Regions from separate parts of the Mus musculus genome. Here region 2 is linked to region 1. The links are chromatin contacts, called in public Hi-C maps. All regions are on one chromosome and are shown on one strand. Each heading gives the region's core, a stretch centred on a gene start, on an enhancer-like site or on the middle of the called end of the contact. The rest is flanking DNA. Distances are from core to core; before and after follow the strand shown. Region 1 has its middle 18 kb from the start of Eno1. Region 2 overlaps Rere (arginine glutamic acid dipeptide (RE) repeats).

Region 1 (4,545 bases), core at 1,520-4,019:
CTCCTCCTTAGATTTTGGACAATTTCTCAGTGAACCTAGGGCGAGCCTAGTCTGGCTGGCCAGAAAGGCCCAGGCATCCTCTTATCTCTGCACGCTCAGCCCTAGGGTTACAGAGTCATTGAGGTTTTTTACCTCGGAGCTGAGGCTCCCGTCTACTAACAGGCCATCCCCAGTCCCCCAGCCTTCTAAACAGAGAAACACAATAAGGAAGGCTATCTGCTGTGCACCACATGAGCCCCACTGCAGTTCTGAGAGCTTGAGGAGAGGGTGGCACACCCCGCAGTGCCTCCCAAAACTGCCAGTGTCACTTCCATTGAGTCAGTCCACTTCCCAGAAGCAGCCAGCTGCCCCAAATCAGGAATGCAGGACCACTCTGGGGTGATTACAGCCCCTATTCGAGACTAGATGAAAACCTGCTGCTGATAGCCTCATGCCAAAAGCAGGTGGCTTTTTAATTATCACCTGGAGGGCTGAGAATAGTTTCCCAGTGATGGAGTGGGAAGTGTTCAAGACTGAGGGGCCAGCCAGGTGGGGGTGGCACACGCCTTTAATCCCAGCACTCGGGAGGCAGAGGCAGGTGGATTTCTGAGTTCGAGGCCAGCCTGGTCTACAGAGTGAGTTCCAGGACAGCCAGGGCTACACAGAGAAACCCTGTCTCAGGAGAAAAAAAAAAAAAAAAGGCATGCACCACCACATCTGTCTTTTACTTACTTACTTAAAGACTTATTTATTTATTATGTATAATGCAGTCTTCTGCATGTATGCCTGAAGACCAGAAGAGGGCACCAGATCTCCTTACAGATGCTTGTGAGCCACCATGTGGATGCTGGGAATTGAATTCAGGACCTCTAGAAGATCACTCAGTGCTCTTAACCTCTTAATCTCTCTACAGCCCTAATTTTATTTTATTTTTTTTAAGACAGGATTTCATGTGTCCCTGGCTGGTCTTGAACTCACAGAGATGCACCTGACTCTGTTTACCCAGTTCTAGGATTAAAGGCTTGGACCACTAAGCCCAGCCAACAACTTTCATTTTTGAAATGAAATGTAGGCACGTGTTGGCGTACACCTATGGTACCAGTGACCCAGGAGGTATGATCGAGCCCAACCTGGGTAACCCAGGGAAATTCTCTTCTCAATAAAAAGCAAGTCAGATGTGGTGCATACTGGAGGCAGAGCCAGAGGATCAGAGGATTTTGAGTTCAAGGCCAGCCTGGTCTACGTAACAGAGCTCTGGGTTGGGTTTGTTTTCATTTGGGGTTGGAGATTTTGTCTTTTTGGGTTTTTGGGGGGGTTTTTTGTTTGTTTGTTTTTTGTTATTGTTGTTGTTGTTTTTCGAGTCAGGGTTTCTCTGTGTAGCCCTGGCTGTCCTAGAACTCACTCTGTAGACCAGGATGGCCTCAAACTCAGAAATTCGCCTGCCTCTGCCTCCCAAGTGCTGGGATTAAAGGCGTGTGCCACCACTGCCTAACTGAGTTTGTCTTTTAAAAAAGATTGTCTTTTAGTTTTATGAGTATGGATATTTTGCCTGCATATATATAATATGCATATGTGTGTGTGTGTGTGTGTGTGTGTGTGTGCACCATGCCATGTGAATGCCGGGTGCCATGGGTCCCCATGTAACCAAAGTTACAGACAGTTGTGAACCTCCATGTGGGCGTTGGTACTCAAGCCCAGGTCCTGCTCCCAAGCACTGAGCCATTTCTCTGTCACCTGATTTTGCCTTCTGAGGCAGGGCCTCATGTACCTCGGGCTGGCCTCAGATTCCCTGTGTAGCCAAAGGTGAGTGTGAACTTCTCATCGTCCCACCTCAACGTCTTCACATCGATTACAATACCAAGCCTGGTGGAGGTGGTTCTGGGATCAAACCCAAGGCTTCCTGCATGCCAGTGAAGCACTCTCCTAACTGAGCTACACTCCCAAGCCCAAGACTGTTGTTTAAGAAAGAAAAGAGAGGAAGGAAGGAAGAAGGAAGGAAGGAAGGAAGGAAGGAAGGGCAAGCCGAGCCGGGTGCTACATTCTTATAATTCCAGCACTTTGGAGGTTGAAGCAGGAGAATCAGGAATTCAATCCTTGGCTAAACATTGTCTTTATATATTTAATTGATATTTAAAAGGTTCCCAAGAAGGCCTGGGGAGGTACGTAGCTCATTAGCAGAGCACTTGCTGAGCGTGTGTGGGAAGGCCTTGGGTTCCATGTAGAGCATGAAAATATTTTTTTTCTCTTTTAATTTTGAGAGGGCTGGAGAGATGGCTTAGCCGTTAAGAGCACTTGCTATTCTTCCAGAAAATCAGAGTTCAATTCTTAGCAGTCATATGGTGGCTCTCAAGTGTCTATAACTCCCATTTTAAAGGGATCTGATGCCCTCTGCTGGCCACTGCAGGCACCAGGCATACAAACAAACAAAAAATACACACACCAAGCAAAATAAAATAAATACCCATACACACCAAGCAAAATAAAATAAATACCCATACACACCAAGCAAAATAAAATAAAAATTATTTTAAGTTTGTTTTGTTTTGTTTGAAACAGGCTCTTTCTACGTGAAATCTGGAGTATGGCCTCCAACTATGAGACCCGCCTGCCTCCCTCTGCCTCCCTGCCCCCCAACTGCTGGGATTTAAAGACCTGAATGACCACACCCAACAAGATTTATTTTATTTTTAGCAATGTGTGTGTATATGGGTCTTGTGTAGGCATATGCACCGGTGTACGGGTGCCCTCAGGGCCCAGTAGATGGTACTGGATCTCCACGAGCTGGAGTCCCGGTGGTTGTGAGACACAAAGCATGAGTCCTAGCAACTGAACTTGGGTCTTCTGAAAGAGCAGCATGTACTCCTAACCACTGAGCCATCTCTTAAGCCTCTAAAGACACTTTCTCTTTCAATTTTTTAAATATTAATTTATTTTATGTTTATGGGTGTTTTGCCTGCACGTATGTCTTTGCCCCACCTGAATTTAGTAGCCACAGAGTCCAGAAGAGGGTGTCACGTTCCCTGGAACTTAGATTTACAGTCATGATCTGCCAGTGTTCTCAACCACTGAGACACCCCAAAAGAAAAGGTATTTCAGACCCATCTTACAGATGAACAAAATGAGGCTCAGAGGTATTGACCTCCTCAAGCAAGTCAGAAGTAGCAACGCTACAGGCAGGTAAAGCAGGCTCCCCAAGCTCTCCTGCTTGGAGATGCCCCTCCTCGATATCCTGAATGCTCACAGCTGTCCTCTCCCTGGAAGCTGCCTAACTGATACTTACTGATGCCTGGATGTGCAGATTCAGCCTCCTGCCTCAGTTTCTCCTTCAGCCCAGCCTTGCCTTCACCACTGACTTGAGTGTCTTTCCTAAGGGACAGTCTGTTCACAGGATCCAGGACAGCCAACTCGCTTGCCTATAAACTCCTCCCTCCACTAGCAGGGAGTGGCTCCAGGGGGAGGAGCATTCTCCAGCGGGACCTGGGCAGGCGCTTCCCGCGTGTACAGCACTCTCATACCACATGTTTGCCAAATGCTGAGTGACCTCTGCCCTGCTGACCACACAGCCTTTAGAAGCTCAGACGTCACTACCTGGGAAAGCGCAGTGGTGAGTGAGCTGCCTACCTTTTGATAAAAACGCGCGCTTGCATGCGCACACATACATACAGTCGCGCACGCACGCACAGAGCAATCAGTAAGAATAACGTCTCCATGACATTTGAGGAGCTCCAAAGTTACAGATCGTTAGTTTTCGGTTGTTTCCTTCATCAGAGTCTCCCTATTTATCTCAGAACGGCCTCAAAAGCACCATCCTCCTGCCTCACTGTTGTTGGAGTTACAAGTCTGCAACACCAAGGCCCTCTGAGAAGGTCAAGGGTCTTCCAGAAAATTTCATCACACAAGGACTTTGGAACACTTTCAGTCTGCCCAGCCTCAGCAACTGAGTCTTTCTGGGAACCAAGTCTTCCTCAGGCTCCCTCCCAGTGCCTAGCTGTCCCGGATCCACTCGGGTCCCCTGTGCAGCCACTGTCAGCCACCCAGAGCGTGAGCTTGCCTTGAGTTGCCGTGGAGGCTGATTACAGAGGTACCCCAGGGTGTATTGCTGCCTACCTGGCAGCCTGAGGCGTTATTAGCTGAACACTCACTTACTAAGCTTGAACCTTACCCTGCACAGCCTGTGGCCGCCTGACCTCTGGCTCCCAGATCCTTCTGGGCAAACACCTCACAGCCCTTTCTGCCTAGTCAAGGACCTTTGGGGAATATGTCCTAGCTAGTGTTTAACAATCCCTGGGGAGACAAGACAGAAAGAGGCTGAAGATGGTGGCCCACGGGGGGGAGGGAAAGTGGATTTGGGGCATCTCCAGAGTCAGGGTCTTTTCTGCATACCCAGGGAACAAATCCTACCTCGTGACAAATTATTTTCAATAAACAAGGGTCCTCCCCAACTCCCCTTGGCTTGCAACTCCGGATCCTGAGGATCAGAGGGAGCAAGGAGGAAACCTTGGTTGGACCTCACCACTGGCTTCTCCAAGCGCCATTCTGATCTTTCTCTCCCCAAAGTTCCCAGCT
Region 2 (4,545 bases), core at 1,247-3,746, 200 kb after region 1:
GTCACGGTGAGATTGTATGGGGCTCATGCCCCCTTGTCTTACCCACTGACTAAAATTCCTGTCAGAAAACCTTTGCAGTCCGCACAGTCTTTGCTCTTCTGCCCCTCCCCCTTCTCTCTTATTTGTTTAGAGACCTCTGTGTTCTCCAGGCATGCTCTGTCTTCCAAGAGGAGATTGGAATCGTGGACTTATTTTTGTCTTGTGCCCCAATCATTGAAGGGTACCCTCCATTTTAATAATCCCAAATTAAAGTGCTGAGCCTGTAGAGGTAATTTAATAGCTAACTGCACTTGCTGATCTTACAGGGAATCCTGGTTTAGTCCCTAGCACATGCACGGTGGCCCACAACCACTTGTAACTTCAGTTCCAGGGGTTTTGATGCCCTCCTCTGGCCTCTTAAGACACCAAGCACCCAAATGGTGCATATGCATACAAACCCACACATACACATAAAGTACAGTAAATCTTGAAAAACAAAATCACTATTGGAAAGGTCAGGTCTCCTGACTCTCAGCAGCTGTCTCACTCTACCAAAATTTTTAGTCCACAGATCTCACCACTTTCCAAAGTCATTTTGCTCCCACACACACCCACCAGGTTCAGGCACGCACATCTCCATAAGCATTTCATGCTTTCCCTGCTGCTTGTCTGCTTGAGCAGTGGTGCTAGAGAGCTTTCTCCCTCCAGTGCACTTCATGGTGTAGTTCAGGTATGAATCAAGTGTCCAATATTCCCCAGATTAGCACCAGCAGAAGCAGGGGGTTTCCTTTGGGGAGCACTGTCAAAGCTGTTTATCTTTTAGGAATTGGCTGTTAATATGGGCATGGGGTAGCTGATGATGGAAGAATCCTTTGAGATGTGTCCTTGAGGTTATTTGTGAGGTTATTATTTGGCTGTTGAGTGCTCACTCTCTAAAGATAAGATTGTTGATCCTATGGGCATAGTTTTTCTTGCACTGTATAATCTTCCTGGGAATTAGAATGGTTGTTAGCATGCCTCTTGCTACTTCAGTGTTCTGTTTTGTTTTGTTTTCCTCACTAGTTTTGGTTATCTTCTGAAGGTCTTTTGTGAGAGAGCTAGATTAGGATACCACATAGATTCTTGCATCTGTCCCAGTAGTTGGCTGGATCCCTTGGAAACTTAGGACTTCCAGGGTAAACATGAGTGCATTTAGAAGGAGTTCTTTGCACTGGTATGAGAACGTTAGCTGTCAGTGCTCTGGATTTCATGTTATTAGCTAAATTTTAAACCCAAATGTGGCAAGGAATTTGGAATGGCGATATTGCAGCTACTTAGTCATCTTGGTGAAGACATTTGTAAAAGAGTTCTGATATCCAAATGGGCAGATTGGTAAATGGTCAGTTAGAATGGGATGTTTTGCCTCTGTGGTCCGTCTTGGGTGGTTTGACTGACGTGATCTGTGGAGCTACTTCTCTTGTTCCTTGTGAGTATCACCAGGAAGGTAAACTTCTCTGTCAAGGGCCAGAGAGGGTGTGATGTAGCTCTCGTCTCTGCCTCCTTGTCTGGTAATAAACAATGTATGGTAAGCGGGCTTGTCTGTGTGCCAGTAAAAACCTTTTTATAGGTGTTGAAATTTGAAAGTCATACAATTTTCACAAGTCAAGGAAAAAATTAAAGCCCACTCTTGCAGCTTATATCATGGGGAAAAAAAAAAAAACCAAAACAAAACCCTGAACCAAACCTACCCTTTGCTTGTGAGTCAAAGAGCAGGGAGCACTGTGTTCTATGGCCCCATCCTGTAGTTAATGTTTTCTTAGATTCTGCTGAAAGGAGACTTTCAGCTCTGGGCTGGAGGTAGATCAGTAGTAAGTGAGTGTTTAGATGCAGTAGGTGCTAGAGTTGACCCCAGCACCACAAAACCAGGAGACACTACCAAATTAAACAAAACTTTCATAACAAGGCTTTCCTAGCTATTGCCTGTCTGTTTATCTGTCTGTCTATCGCCATTCACCCACCCACCCATCCATCATGTAGGTCTTATATTTTATTCAAGATTTAAAGTCACAATTTTGGCTAGGCACGGGGATGCATGCCCTTAATCCTGGTACTCTGGGAAATATTACAAGTACCAGTTGAACAAATGGGCAACTATTGCAAAAGTACTGGTCAAGCAAAGGCAAATCTGCTCATGAGCTCCAGGCAAGAATATCAGTGGAGCATGTCTAGCGCTTGTTCATTCCTGCCTCAGCACCCAGAGTCCATCAGCTGAATGAGAGCCAGGCGTCACCATGTGCACTGCTGCAAACTGTGGTGTCTTCAGGGGTGTTTGCTTACCTCTGGGTCTTTTTGTGACAGCAAGTTGGCAGCCTTTGTCTGCTGTTCCTAGGGACTTACTGTGGAAGAACACTGGGAGACTGCGGGGTTTTTGTTAAGATCTGCATGCTGGGTAGACAAGTCAGTCAACTGGTCTGTGATGGCCGGTACCCCAATCCTAGCAGAACGAGATTTGTATTTACCTAGGGTATGATTGGACTGTGAGCTCCTGCAGTTATGTGAAACCCTCTGCCTCTTTGCTTAGTAAACAAGAGTTTGAACTCCTACGCTCTGGAGTTCGGCTTTTCTGGCTCAGTTAATTGTTAAATGTTCCCTTTATTATAATTACGTTGATTCTCTGCTTTGTGCTGGCTGAGAAGATTGCTGGAAGTCTTGTTGGCTCTGTCACACATGGTCGGTCTGTTTGGTGTTTGAATTGGGTACTGTGAGGTGTGAGAACCTGGCTCTGCTCTGCCAGTGTGGCTGGAATTTGGTCTTACCCACGGGTCTGTCATCTTTCCAGATACTGCCTGCTATTTATTGCCAGCTGAGAAAATTAGACTTTACAAAATTAAAAAATATTGTCTATGATTTGAAAACTGGAGTGGTATATATATTTTGTTAGTTGAGTTTCTTTAAAAATGTACATTGTTGGGCTAGCGAGATGACTCAGATGGTAAGATTGCTCTTCTGAAGGTCCTGAGTTCAAATCCCAGCAACCACATGGTGGCTCACAACCACCTGTAGTGAGATCTGACACCATCTTCTGGTGCGTCTGAAGACAGCTACAGTGTACTTATGTATAGTAATGAATAAATCTTTGGGCCTGTGCGAGCAGGGACTTTGTGAGTGGGGCTGACCGGATTGAGAAGAAGTCCTAAATTCATTTCCCAACAACCACATGAAGGATCACAACCATATCTGTACAGCTACAGTGTATTGACGTACAATTAAATAAATAAGTAAATAAACAAACAAACAAATAAAATAAATGTAAAATGTACATTGTCAAGACTGATATTTTTTAATTTAAGTTGTTTTTTTTTAAAGCCTGGTTTTATTTATTTATTTATTTATCTATTTATTTATTTATTTATTTATTATATGTAAGTACACTATAGTGTGTCTTCAGACACTACAGAAGAGAGCATCAGATCTCATTACAGATGGTTGTGAGCCACCATGTGGTTGCTGGGAATTGAACTCAGGACCTTTGGAAGAGCAGTCTGCGCTCTTAACACTGAGCCATCTCTCCAGCCCAAGACTGATTTTTTTTTTTTAAGCATTTAAATATTCCAAAGTAAATACTTTTGGAAATAAGTTTTGCCTCAGAGATATCTAAATGTCTTAAGTGCTAGAAATGTTAAAGAAAAGTATGTAAACAACTATTTCTATTTATTTCTACATTTAAGTACAAATTTTATGGTGTATTTTTCAGGGTTTTTTTTTTTTTTTTTTTTTTTTTTTTGTAGTGGATAGTTTTACTGTCATAAAACCAATGGAGGTAAATTAACTAATTTGCCTTACTTAGCTCTTCTGGTGAAAGTTTAAACACATGAAGTTTAGTATTAATATATATTATCATTACATGTGATTTAAAATCTACTCTTTAAGTCATTATCATTTCACAATTGACAGTATGCTCAATCTAACTAGCATAGTATAGGTTGTATATGATAGAGCTTCCATAGTTGTTCATTTAACCCTATATTGAATATATATTTTTTTTTTGCTTAAATCTCTACATTTCTCTGTTTAATTACCATTTTAGGGACTGCCTGTACAGTAATGTAGCGTGGCGTGGAAGGCTGAGTGCTTGAGATGACGAGAAGGCGAGCGTCCTGCAGGTCTGCGCCTTTGCCTGCTGCCTAGGGTGCAGCTTTGGCTTTTGTGCTGTGTCTCACAGATGGGGTCAGAGCCGCTGTAGACTGGGCTGTGGGGACTTGATACAGTTGAGAAAAGTTGGAGGGGGTTAATCATGGCTTATCACAAGACTACTAAGTATATAACACAAATTATATTGCTTTTTGTAATTTTCAGTTTTTAATGTAAGATTTGAATTTGTGCTTTGTTAGTAATGCTCTAGGTACCTGCTAGTTCTTAGGAAGATAGTCATCACTGTGTGGTATTTGGTCTCGGACCTCACATGACCCTTTATTTATCCCAGTGTGCTGTGGTTGTTGACCATGGCAATGTCAGTAATGCTGTGTAGGATTCTAATTCTTCTCTTGTTTAGGGAAGAGACATGCCAACAACAAGAAGAAAACAACA

The links. A called contact is a pair of places that touch in the nucleus more often than the background predicts.
Region 2: a Hi-C map of liver shows a contact between it and region 1, with 2.4 times the contacts expected there. The contact joins two enhancer-like sites. A contact is called at or near these places in 1 of 39 promoter capture datasets (stem cell-derived epiblast-like cells) and 1 of 484 Hi-C or Micro-C datasets (liver).

The regions. Positions count from the first base shown.
Region 1 is chr4:150,217,347-150,221,891 of GRCm38.p6, forward strand. No RefSeq gene overlaps it. Among named protein-coding and RNA genes, the nearest start is that of Eno1, 18 kb to the right of the region's middle. Within about 2 kb of position 2,770, at least 30 of the 459 cell types and tissues checked have an H3K27ac peak or open chromatin away from gene starts, as enhancers often do. A contact at or near this core is called in liver, where this site is marked.
Region 2 is chr4:150,413,180-150,417,724 of GRCm38.p6, forward strand. All of the region lies in intron 2 of Rere (arginine glutamic acid dipeptide (RE) repeats), which reads left to right. Among named protein-coding and RNA genes, the nearest start is that of Gm52709, 52 kb to the right of the region's middle. Within about 2 kb of position 2,497, at least 17 of the 459 cell types and tissues checked have an H3K27ac peak or open chromatin away from gene starts, as enhancers often do. A contact at or near this core is called in liver, where this site is marked.